Regions from separate parts of the Macaca mulatta genome. Here region 1 is linked to region 2. A link is a contact called in public Hi-C data. All regions are on one chromosome and are shown on one strand. Each heading gives the region's core, a stretch centred on a gene start, on an enhancer-like site or on the middle of the called end of the contact. The rest is flanking DNA. Distances are from core to core; before and after follow the strand shown. Region 1 holds the start of ACBD3 (acyl-CoA binding domain containing 3). Region 2 has its middle 66 kb from the start of H3-3A.

Evidence for each region. A called contact is a pair of places that touch in the nucleus more often than the background predicts.
Region 1: a contact with region 2 is called in a Hi-C map of CD4 T cells, with 6 times the contacts expected there. The contact joins the promoter of ACBD3 here to the enhancer-like site in region 2. A contact is called at or near these places in 4 of 14 Hi-C or Micro-C datasets (CD4 T cells, blood, fetal cortex germinal zone and 1 more).

Annotation. Positions count from the first base shown.
Region 1 is chr1:83,926,457-83,931,215 of T2T-MMU8v2.0, forward strand. It overlaps ACBD3 (acyl-CoA binding domain containing 3), which reads right to left and starts at 3,260. Exons shown (of 8, transcript XM_001091471.5): 1 at 2,939-3,260. The coding sequence starts at 3,224. It also overlaps the pseudogene LOC114677327.
Region 2 is chr1:83,854,742-83,859,513 of T2T-MMU8v2.0, forward strand. No RefSeq gene overlaps it. Among named protein-coding and RNA genes, the nearest start is that of H3-3A, 66 kb to the left of the region's middle. Within about 2 kb of position 2,785, at least 24 of the 40 cell types and tissues checked have an H3K27ac peak or open chromatin away from gene starts, as enhancers often do. A contact at or near this core is called in CD4 T cells, blood and liver, where this site is marked.

The DNA of each region.
Region 1 (4,759 bases), core at 2,010-4,509, 72 kb after region 2:
CCCTCGAGGCGGAGGTTGCAGTGAGCAGAGATCGCACCATTGCATTCCAGCCTGAGCAACGAGAGTGAAACTCCGTTTAAAAAAGAAAAACCCTCAAGCCTGTAATCTCAGCACTTTGGGAGCTCGAAACGAGTGGATCACGAGGTCAGGAGATTGAGATCATCCTGGCTAACACGGTGAAACCCCGTCTCTACTAAAAAATTTTTTGTATTTTTAGTGGTAGCCGGGCGAGGTGGCGGGCGCCTGTAGTACCAGCTACTCGGGAGGCTGAGGCAGGAGAATGGCATAAACCCGGGAGGCGGAGCTTGCAGTGAGCTGAGATCCAGCCACTGCACTCCAGCCTGGGCCACAGAGCGAGACTCCATCTCAAAAAAAATAATAAAATAAAATAAAATAAAATAAAATAAACAAACCAAAAAAACAACAAAAAAATAAAGGCAGCATTGCTTGGCTCACTCCACATTCCATAATTCTTCTGACTGCTTTTACATCCTTCCCTTTCTTTTTTCAGTTAGTGTCTCATATACTAAGTCTCCAATGATCCATGCAGAAAGGTAGCTTTTAATTGCTATGCAGCTATTTCTCCTTTTTAGTACCTGGATATTGCTTTGAGAACTTAATTTAGGAAGTGAGTGAACCACACCTATCAATGTAGCTTTATTCTCTAAGGTGACTAACACCTAGGCCCCAAGTTTTAAGTTTCCCCAGGATTCCTACCACTCAAGACACATGCTAAATAATCTGTTAGGTTTAGACCACTGAATCTTAAATCTGAGACATCATATTTCATCGAATCCAGCTCCCTTTATACATATGAAACTGAGTCTGGAAAAGTTAATTGTCTAGTTGACAAGGTAACTAGAATCCAGAGCTTCCTGACTCTCCAAACAATGCTAAATGTACTACACGTTATAGTGTTTTAATCTTTTTTTTTTTTGAGACAGAATTTCACTTTGTCGCCCAGGATGGAGTACAGTGGTATGATCTCGGGTCACTGCAACCTCTGCCCCCCAGATTCAAGCGATTCTTTTTTGTTTTTAGACGGAATTTTGCTCTTGTCACCCAGGTTGGAGTACAATGGTGCCATCTTCGCTCACTGCAACCTCTGCCTCCCGGCTTCAAGTGATTCTCCTGCCTCAGCCTCCCTCAGTCCTGCAACAGAGCAGGACTCCAGCTCAAAAACAGAAACAAAAAGTTCATTTTTAGTCTTATTCTCTGCTACAATATACTTTACTGAAAAATAAGTTCCAAGAATAAAAATTTCAAGTGGAATGTAGCTATATGAGTTGTACAGAAACCATCTGATTTTTATAAAGTGGTAATATATCATCACTACAGCAAACTCTAAATTCAAGCCAGTGATCTAAAAGTCAAATGATCCAAAACCCACTAGCCATTACCAATTCCCCAAGCTAGTTAGTACACAGAGGGCTACTCATTGTGCAATGACCACGAATATGTCACTGAATGTGAAATGATCAAATGTTCTGGAGAATTTATAAAACTTTCACTAGTTTGCACGATTAAAGTTATTTTGAGAGAAAACAACTTCCGTGTGTATCATTACATTGAACTACTCAATTTCGGCTAGTAAAGTATGTACTCCAAAAGGTACCACCTCAGGGGAAAGTGTCATAAATACGTTCTGGAACGTACGTGGAACCTAGCAACCACTTTTAAAGTTTCATTTGCTGATGTCCCTCCCTGTCCGTTCGCCCTAAAAGACTAAGTATCTTTAAGAATCAAACTAACTGGCCGGGCGCGATGGCTCAAGCCTGTAATCCCGGCACTTTGGGAGGCCGAGACGGGCGGATCACGAGGTCAGGAGATCGAGACCATCCTGGCTAACACGGAGAAACCCCGTCTCTACTAAAAAAATACAAAAAACTAGCCGGGCGAGGTGGCGGGCGCCTGTAGTACCAGCTACTCGGGAGGCTGAGGCAGGAGAATGGCGCAAACCCGGGAGGCGGAGCTTGCAGTGAGCTGAGATCCAGCCACTGCACTCCAGCCTGGGCGACAGAGCCAGACTCCGTCTCAAAAAAAAAAAAAAAAAAAAAAAAAAAAAAAAAAAAAAAAGAATCAAACTAACAGGCTTTTCATCAGGTTTTCCCACTGACAAAAATCATGTGATTGGTCTCTCCACTATTTGACTAAGTGAATCACCCAATTAAAAAAAAAAAAAAAAAAAAACCCGCACACTACAATCTTGTTCTAAGACAAGAGACATTTAACAATTAATCATGCGAAAAGCACAGAAGGTACTGTTAGGCCTTACTCTGAGAATTCACTCTTGCACATTGCTTACAATGTAAATTTTAACCACCTAGAAGTTACTAGAACATAGTGGACATCCCTCCTCAAGAGTTTGACAAGCCGGAGGGGATGATGAGCTTAACATTTTACTTCCTCTCTGCCACATCAATCTGCCTGGGGATCAAGTCCTATTCGAGTTTATGGTTCCCAAGAATGGCTGCAAAGGCTATATACGGAACCTCTTGACAGATTTCTTCCACTAAGGGTAAAAATCGGCGGGTCCTGATGTGACAAGCCACGGGAAACAGGAAAAGAAAAGAGTCAGTAAAAAAAAAATAATACAAGGCAATCCCAGAATGGGATCCTTTGGAAGAAAGTGGGCCCATTCTTCCACCCTGGCTCCTGGAAATCCCAGAAGCTAAATCAGGTAAAATGCCCCAGTAACCTCTGGGAGGCGGGACATGACTGCTAAACCAAGGTTGCAGGCTCGTCAGGGGTGTGACCTAGTGGCCAAGCAGGTAGTGACAAACTTGGTGTACCCCCAAGGAGGGAACCCCGCTTGAGTCACCACGGCCCAGTATGAGTGGGTGAGGGTAAGTCTGGTCCAGTCACCCTGGAGACCACAGCCCGTGCCGGGCTCCCGGGACCGGGCAGAAGCGGCAGGGGTGGGGCTGGGCCGGCTCACCTTTGAAGAAGCGCAGTGCCAGGCCGTACAACTCCTCCAGGCCGAAGCCCCAGCGCTGCTCCAGCCGCCGCGCCTCCTCCGCCGCGCCCCCAGCCGCCGCCTCCCCGGGCTCGGGCTGCTCCCCTGAGGCGCCCGGGCCGCGACCAGATCCGGGTGGCGAGGGCGGTGGCAGCGGTGGCGGCAGTAGCGGGGCGCCTTCCGCGCCGGGCCGCTCCTCCGGGTCCGGGCTGAGCGTGAGGCCGTCGACGGATACCTCGAGTCGCTCTGCGTTCAGCACCGCCGCCATCTCTGGCTGCTGCGCCTCCTCGGCGGGGACAGGCGGCGGCCACGTATCGACTTCCTGATGACCTCTGACCTCCGCTTACCGATACCGGAACTTCCGCTGCTGAAGAGGCTGGAGGGCTCCGGGAGAGGGGCTGAGGCTTGGTGCCCCGCCCCCTCCGGAACCATCAGTTGCCCCGGCTCCGCGACTATCTTTCAGGCTCTCCAACTCCCATTGGTCCCGACCTCCACTCCACCCCCCCCATCCTTTCGGATCCCAGTTGCTCCAGGTGGGCGGGTGCTACCACCCCCACCCCTCGGTTCGGTGCTGCGGCTGTCAGTGCCCAACAGGGGCGGGGTCAGTGGATCCCAGCGCGGGGGTCGGAGCAGGGAGGATTGACGAGGTTGGCCAGCACCCAACCCTCCAGGTCAGAGACCCTTCACATTTGCAGGGGTTTGCGTGGTTTGCAGAGCTCTTTTGCCCACCACAATCTCGTTTGGCCTTCACAGCAACTCTAAGGAAATGCAGGGCAAATTCCCAATTTTTTAAAAAGGGGAAACTGAGACTGCAGAGAAATTCAGTGACTTTGAGGTTGCAGACGGGGCTGATCCTGGTTTTGCAGGAAGCGCAGCTCATACAATTTGTGGGGACCCTCATTAGGAAAGAGTACAAAAAGTTACCATAGAGTTAATGAAGCTCAAGCTTCAGGGCCCCTTGCTTACAGTGGCCCCTCCCAAGGCCCTTAGAGTGGCCTTAGCAGTATACGCTTCTGTAAGTTTTGAGAGTAGGATATTCAAGACCTCTCTCTTCGTTTCTAACTTCCCTTCATCATCCTCCTCTGGTTAGGAGGTACTGAAATGGCTTATTCACCCCTTCAGTTATTCTCTGAAGCCCTAGAGAGTTTTTTCAGGACAAGATTTGTATGCCACATTCAGACAGGATCTGATCCATTAAGGTGAAATTAGGAGGTACTGAAATGACCCAGCGGTGGGGGTGGTAGCACCCGCCCACCTGGAGCAACTGGGATCCGAAAGGATGCGGGGGGAGGGGAGTTCGGGACCAGTGGGAGCTGGGGAGCCTGAAATGTGCAGAAGGGTAGGAAAGTGAATGTATATTTAGAAAGAGAAAGAAATAACAAATGACATTTTAAAAGTTAACAAAACCCACAAACTGCACACATAACTGTAATATTTTCATTGACTGCCTGATATTCTTCTACAGGGCTTCTGAGAGCCGGGAAACCAATTTTTTTCTAAAAGATTGAAGTCTCCCCCGACATTATGTATATTCACCTGTGTTTCCAGACTTTGGGAGCACCATTTATGATCATTTTTCCCACCTTTGTTTTGGCTGCGTACTTTTGATTGCCTTTTCCTACAACAATTATTTTGTAACTTTTTTTTTTTTTTTTTTTTTTTGGAAATAGTCTTGCTGTGCCACTCAGGCTGGAGTGCAGTGGCACAATCTCGGTTCACTGCAACCTCTGCTCCTGGGTTCAAGCAACTCTCCTGCCTCAGCCTCCTGAGTAGCTGGGATTACAGGTGCCCGCCACCACGCCC
Region 2 (4,772 bases), core at 1,535-4,034:
CTTCACAACTTATGGCCAAGACTCACAGTGGAGGTCTCTGGGCAAGGCCCCCTTGGTCCCATTTTATAGATGAGGAAACAGTCTCAGAGAGGCTGGGTGACTTGCCTTGCTTGGGTCACACAGCTAGTAAATGGTGAAGTCAGAGTGTCCCCCCTAGCCCCCCAGTATGAGGAAGTAAGAATCACTCTCCATGAACCCTAGAAAAATGTCTTTATGTTTCTGCCCTCACCCCTGCTGGAGAGCCTGATTCCAAACAAGTGTCAGGAACTGTGGGTAGGACAAATGAATGAAGAATAAACAGAAAAGGATGGAGGCAATGCGCTGCACGAGGTGCATTCTGCCTGTGCACAGAGGATGAAGCCTGTCTCTCTGAAATGGGCGCTAAGCCCTCTCAAGCTGCAGGGATGGTGGGAAGGACAGCCCCGGAGCTGTAATGAAGGCAGCTGGGTGGTTCCCACCTAACGCCCCAGGTCTGGCGCCCCTCCCCATAGGCTTCTCAGGATTCTACCCTCAATGCGTGCCAGGGCAGGCCTGAGCATCACCCCAGGGGAGGCCCAGGCTGCTGGGGAGGGGCAGCTTTCCAACCTCAATGGGAATGAAGGGGGTTCCATCAAACCAGCACTGGCTTCCGCCTCTTCTGCAGGTGAGAGGGTGGAAAGCCTGTGCTCATTCCACCAGCTTTTTTGGATTTAATAAAAAATTCACAATGTTCAGGAGATTGATTTTTGGGTTTTGTTTGTTTTATTTGTTTTTTGTTGTTTGCTCTTTTGAGACAGGGTCTTACGCTCTCGCCCAGGCTGGAGTACAGTGGTGCAATCTTGGCTCACTGCAACCTCTGCTTCCCTAGTTCAAGTGATTCTCTTACCTCAGCCTCCCAAGTAGCGGGGACTACAGGTGTACATCACCATGCCTGGCTAATGTTTGTATTTTTAGTAGAGATGGGGTTTCACTGTGTTGGCCAGGCTGGTCTTGAATTCCCGGCCTCAAATGATCCACCTGCCTCTGCCTCCCAAAGTGCTGGGATTACAGGCGTGAGCCACTGTGCCCTGCCAATGTTCAGGAGATTCAAAAGCAGCAAGTGAGTAATGGTATTTGCTAATGGGTGCCTCCCCAGAACTGAGGGGCCCCAGGAAGGCTGAGGCTTGAATGGCCAGGGTGAGCTGAGGCTGGTGGGCCAAGACATGGCCCAGACTTCCCATGCAGTTCTGGAGCCTCAGTGGCCATTTCCTCCATCCCTCTGTGCCCAGAGAGATGCCCTACTGAGTTTGGCAATGCTGCGGTTGAGTGAGGGTGGGAATTCCCAAGCCCGTGGGACAAGCATCGTCAGAATCTTCACAAGGAGCACCCACTCCCGGTAAAGCTACAGCCTGGGAGGCCATGCTTGGCACACCTTGGGTGCCTGACCAGTGAGGGTGCTCCCTGCATGGCCTACAGGTCTCTTCCAGCCGAGCCTAGTGGAGCAAAGGATCTCCCCTAGGAGATGGGGCACAAGAGAGGAAACAGGTAGGAAGGGGCGCAGCTTCAGCATCCTCTGGCCAAGGAGGGGTAGAATCTTCCTGGACTCCCTACTGGAGTGGCTGCAGAGGGAATGGGAGGGAACCAGGCTCAGAGGCCCGTTAGAGAATGTCCTAGGTGCCCATCAGGTGAGCCGGCAGCATACTCCAGCTGAACCACAGGCCCATCCTTGGCCCTGGAGCCATTTTTACCACAGAAGTATTTATTTTACAGTAAGACTCATTTCCAAGTTCGCTGGCCTGTTACAAATATTCATTTACACAGGTGATTTGCCTACAATTTACTCAATGAGAAAAATCCCATTGCAAATTATTTTGTAAGTGGAGGAATCCCTTTTCAAGCAAACTATCAGCTTCTGCTTGTTGGGACAGATCTCCTTTTACCGAGTATGCTTAAAGTCAGGGCTGTTCATCATTTTCCAAGCTCGTATTGAGCAGTGGCAAGATCACAGCTTTGGAGGGTGGTGCACCTGGAAATGAGGGGTCCTGGCTCCCACCTTCTTTTAAAATACAGCCATAAGGCAGGTAGTAGGACGTTGTCACTGCCCTTGCTAAGACAGTTCCCACGCAGGGCCTCAGGGGCGGCGGGGCCGCCTTCTCCCCCACGGCCAGCCTGGGGGAGCTTGGGAATCGTGGCCAATGCACAGACGGGCAGTGCTTGCTCTCCCTTCACAGGCAAGAAACCGAGGCACAACGCAGGCTAGCAGCTGCCCCTAGGTCACACGGCGACCCAACTCGGTTCTCTGGCCCGCGGCCTCTGTTGGTTCCGGTCTGGGAAAGGGACCCCGCAATCGTCCCTCCGGCCGCCAGCAGTGCCAGACCCCCCGCGCAGGGGCCGGGGGGTGGCGGGCCCGCCACTGACCTCCCCCGTCCGACCTGGGTCCCGCGCTCGGCGGGGTGGCGGCGGCCGGGACGCAGGAGGATCAGCGTGACGGCAGCCCGGGCGGGGGAGGACCGGGGTGACGGCGGCCGGGCGCCCTCTGGTGGCCGCCGCGCGCAGCAGGGGGGAGCGCGGAGCGTCGGGGCCTGCAGCCGGGCGGGGGTGACAGCGGCCCGGGGACCCTGCACTTTGGGGTGACCTGGCCTGGTGGCCGCGCTTCCTTCGCTACAAAAAGGAAGCACATCTTGGAAACACCGAACTTCTGTGGCACCAGTAGTTACACCTGGTCTCTGAATCGGGCGAGCAGCGCCCTCGCGCCCCCAGCGCTGAGCAGGGGCGGGCGGGGAGCGGAAATGGTGGCTGTTGTCGTTGCCGCGCGGCTGGGCGCCTGGGGAGCCCGCGGAGGGGCGCGGCCGCCAGACCCCGCCCGGCTCGGGGGTGAGGAGACCCCAGCTCCGGACACCGAGGCTCCGCCCCGCCTGCGATGCACCCCCCGCCCACCTCTGCGCCCCTTTGTTCCGCGGCCGCAGTCCCGCCGAGAGCCGCACGGAAGAGCCCCGGCCTAGCCGTCCCGCGGCGGGGCAGTGCCCAGTCCCGCCGTTTCCCGCCGCCTCACCAGTCTTGGGCGGGAGGGGCCCTGGCGCTGGCGTGGCCGCGGCTGCCACAGCGCAACCAGGACAGCACTCGGGGCTGCTGGGGCCAGGGTGCGCCCCGGGCGGCTCCACGCGGCTGAGTTGCCCCCGCGCCTCCCACCCCCGGCCTCTCGGGGTCGCCGGCTTCGCGCGCCCTCCCGGAGGAGGACTGAGACCGCAGTGAGGGGCGGGCTCCTCCGCAGCACCCCCGGGTTTTATAATAAAAGTCGCCCTTGTTTAAGAGCCGGGTCGGAGGCGCCGCTTTCTGGGCGGTGAAAGCCGAAGGGAGAGCGGGCAATTCGCTGCGGCGGTGGCCGCTTTGTGGGCGTCGGTCCAGCGCCCCGGCCCGGCCTGGGAGACCCGCACCAACCCCGAGAGGGAGGACGGAGCGCGGGCGCAGCCCAGGGGCCGAAGCACTGTACGCTTGGCCGGCGCGGAGGCAGGAGGGAGACAGGGAAGCCTGAGCTCGGCGCTGCCTCAGCCTCCGGGGGTGGGTGGGTGGGCGGGCGGCGGTGAGGTAGCCTTGCTCGGGCCCAGCCTGCGTGGGCACTCCATGAGTCTCCGTCGCATGACGGAGGCGGGACCTAGGCAGTGTCTCCTGCAGGGCGAAAGCACGGAAAAGATCCGAGGGCATTTCTTGAGCCTGGCAGGAGGCCAGGGGTTTTACAGGGCAGGGAGGAACCTGGAGGAACCGAGGCGCCACGTTGTTGGTTGGAAAGAAGGGTGGCCAGGTGGTGAGGAGGCTGGCAAAGGGTCCCAGACAACAGGAAGGGCACCTGTGAAGCCGCCCTGCCAAGGGTGTGGTAGAGGCGGGGTGAAATGAGCACTGCTCTTAAAATTGACTGTTTTATTTTTTTATGAGATGGAGTCTCGCTGTGTTGTCCAGGCTGGAGTGCAGTGGCGCGATCTCGGCTCACTGCAACCTCTGCCTCCTGGGTTCAAGAGATTCTCCTGCCTCAGCCTCCCCAGTAGCTAAGATTACAAGGCATCTGCCACGACTGTCGGCTAATTTTTTTGTAGTTTTAGTAGAGACGGGGTTTTGCCATGTTGGCCAGGCTGGTCTCCTGAGCTCGAGTGATCCACCCGTCTTGGCCTCCCAAAGTGCTGGGATTACAGGCGTGAGCCTCTGGCCTAAAAGTGACTGTTTACTACAATAAATACAAATAATAGGTCACCAGCACTTGTCTGCTAAGGCCCTAGGGCGGGGTGTGTTTAGGGGACCCCTCTCCTCTCCAGGCCCTTCCAGAGCCTGCCCACTGGTGGCGAAGCTGCAGGGCTATCCCTCCAGGGGGAGGCCCTGCCAGGCCAGGGAAGATCCAAGTGGGTGCTCACCAAGCTTCCTAGGTTTCCAGTTTTCTTGAAACCATCGTCCCAGCACAGTCATTTAGCAAGTCACATCCCCTGTTAACATCTCAGTCCTGGCAGCTTCTTGGTACAGCACCATCTCCCTACATGGACCGCAGGTTATCTATCACACTGACCTGCTGTCGCTCACACACAGTCACTCACCTGTGACACTTGGAAAGGACTAGCTCCACAGGCCTGGCCAGGGCCCAAAGGGAGGTGGCCAGCAATTGAAACCAACCCTGGTGACTAAGTAGAAAAGGAGTCCTTGGGAGTATTGTGGGGAGCTCAGGGAGCTGACCAGGAGTCTGGATGGCCACAGCCACAGCCAGGGACAGTCTTGGGAGGTGACTGTGGTCACCACCACTATTGGGCTGCAGCATCGCTGAATGCAGGCCCTGC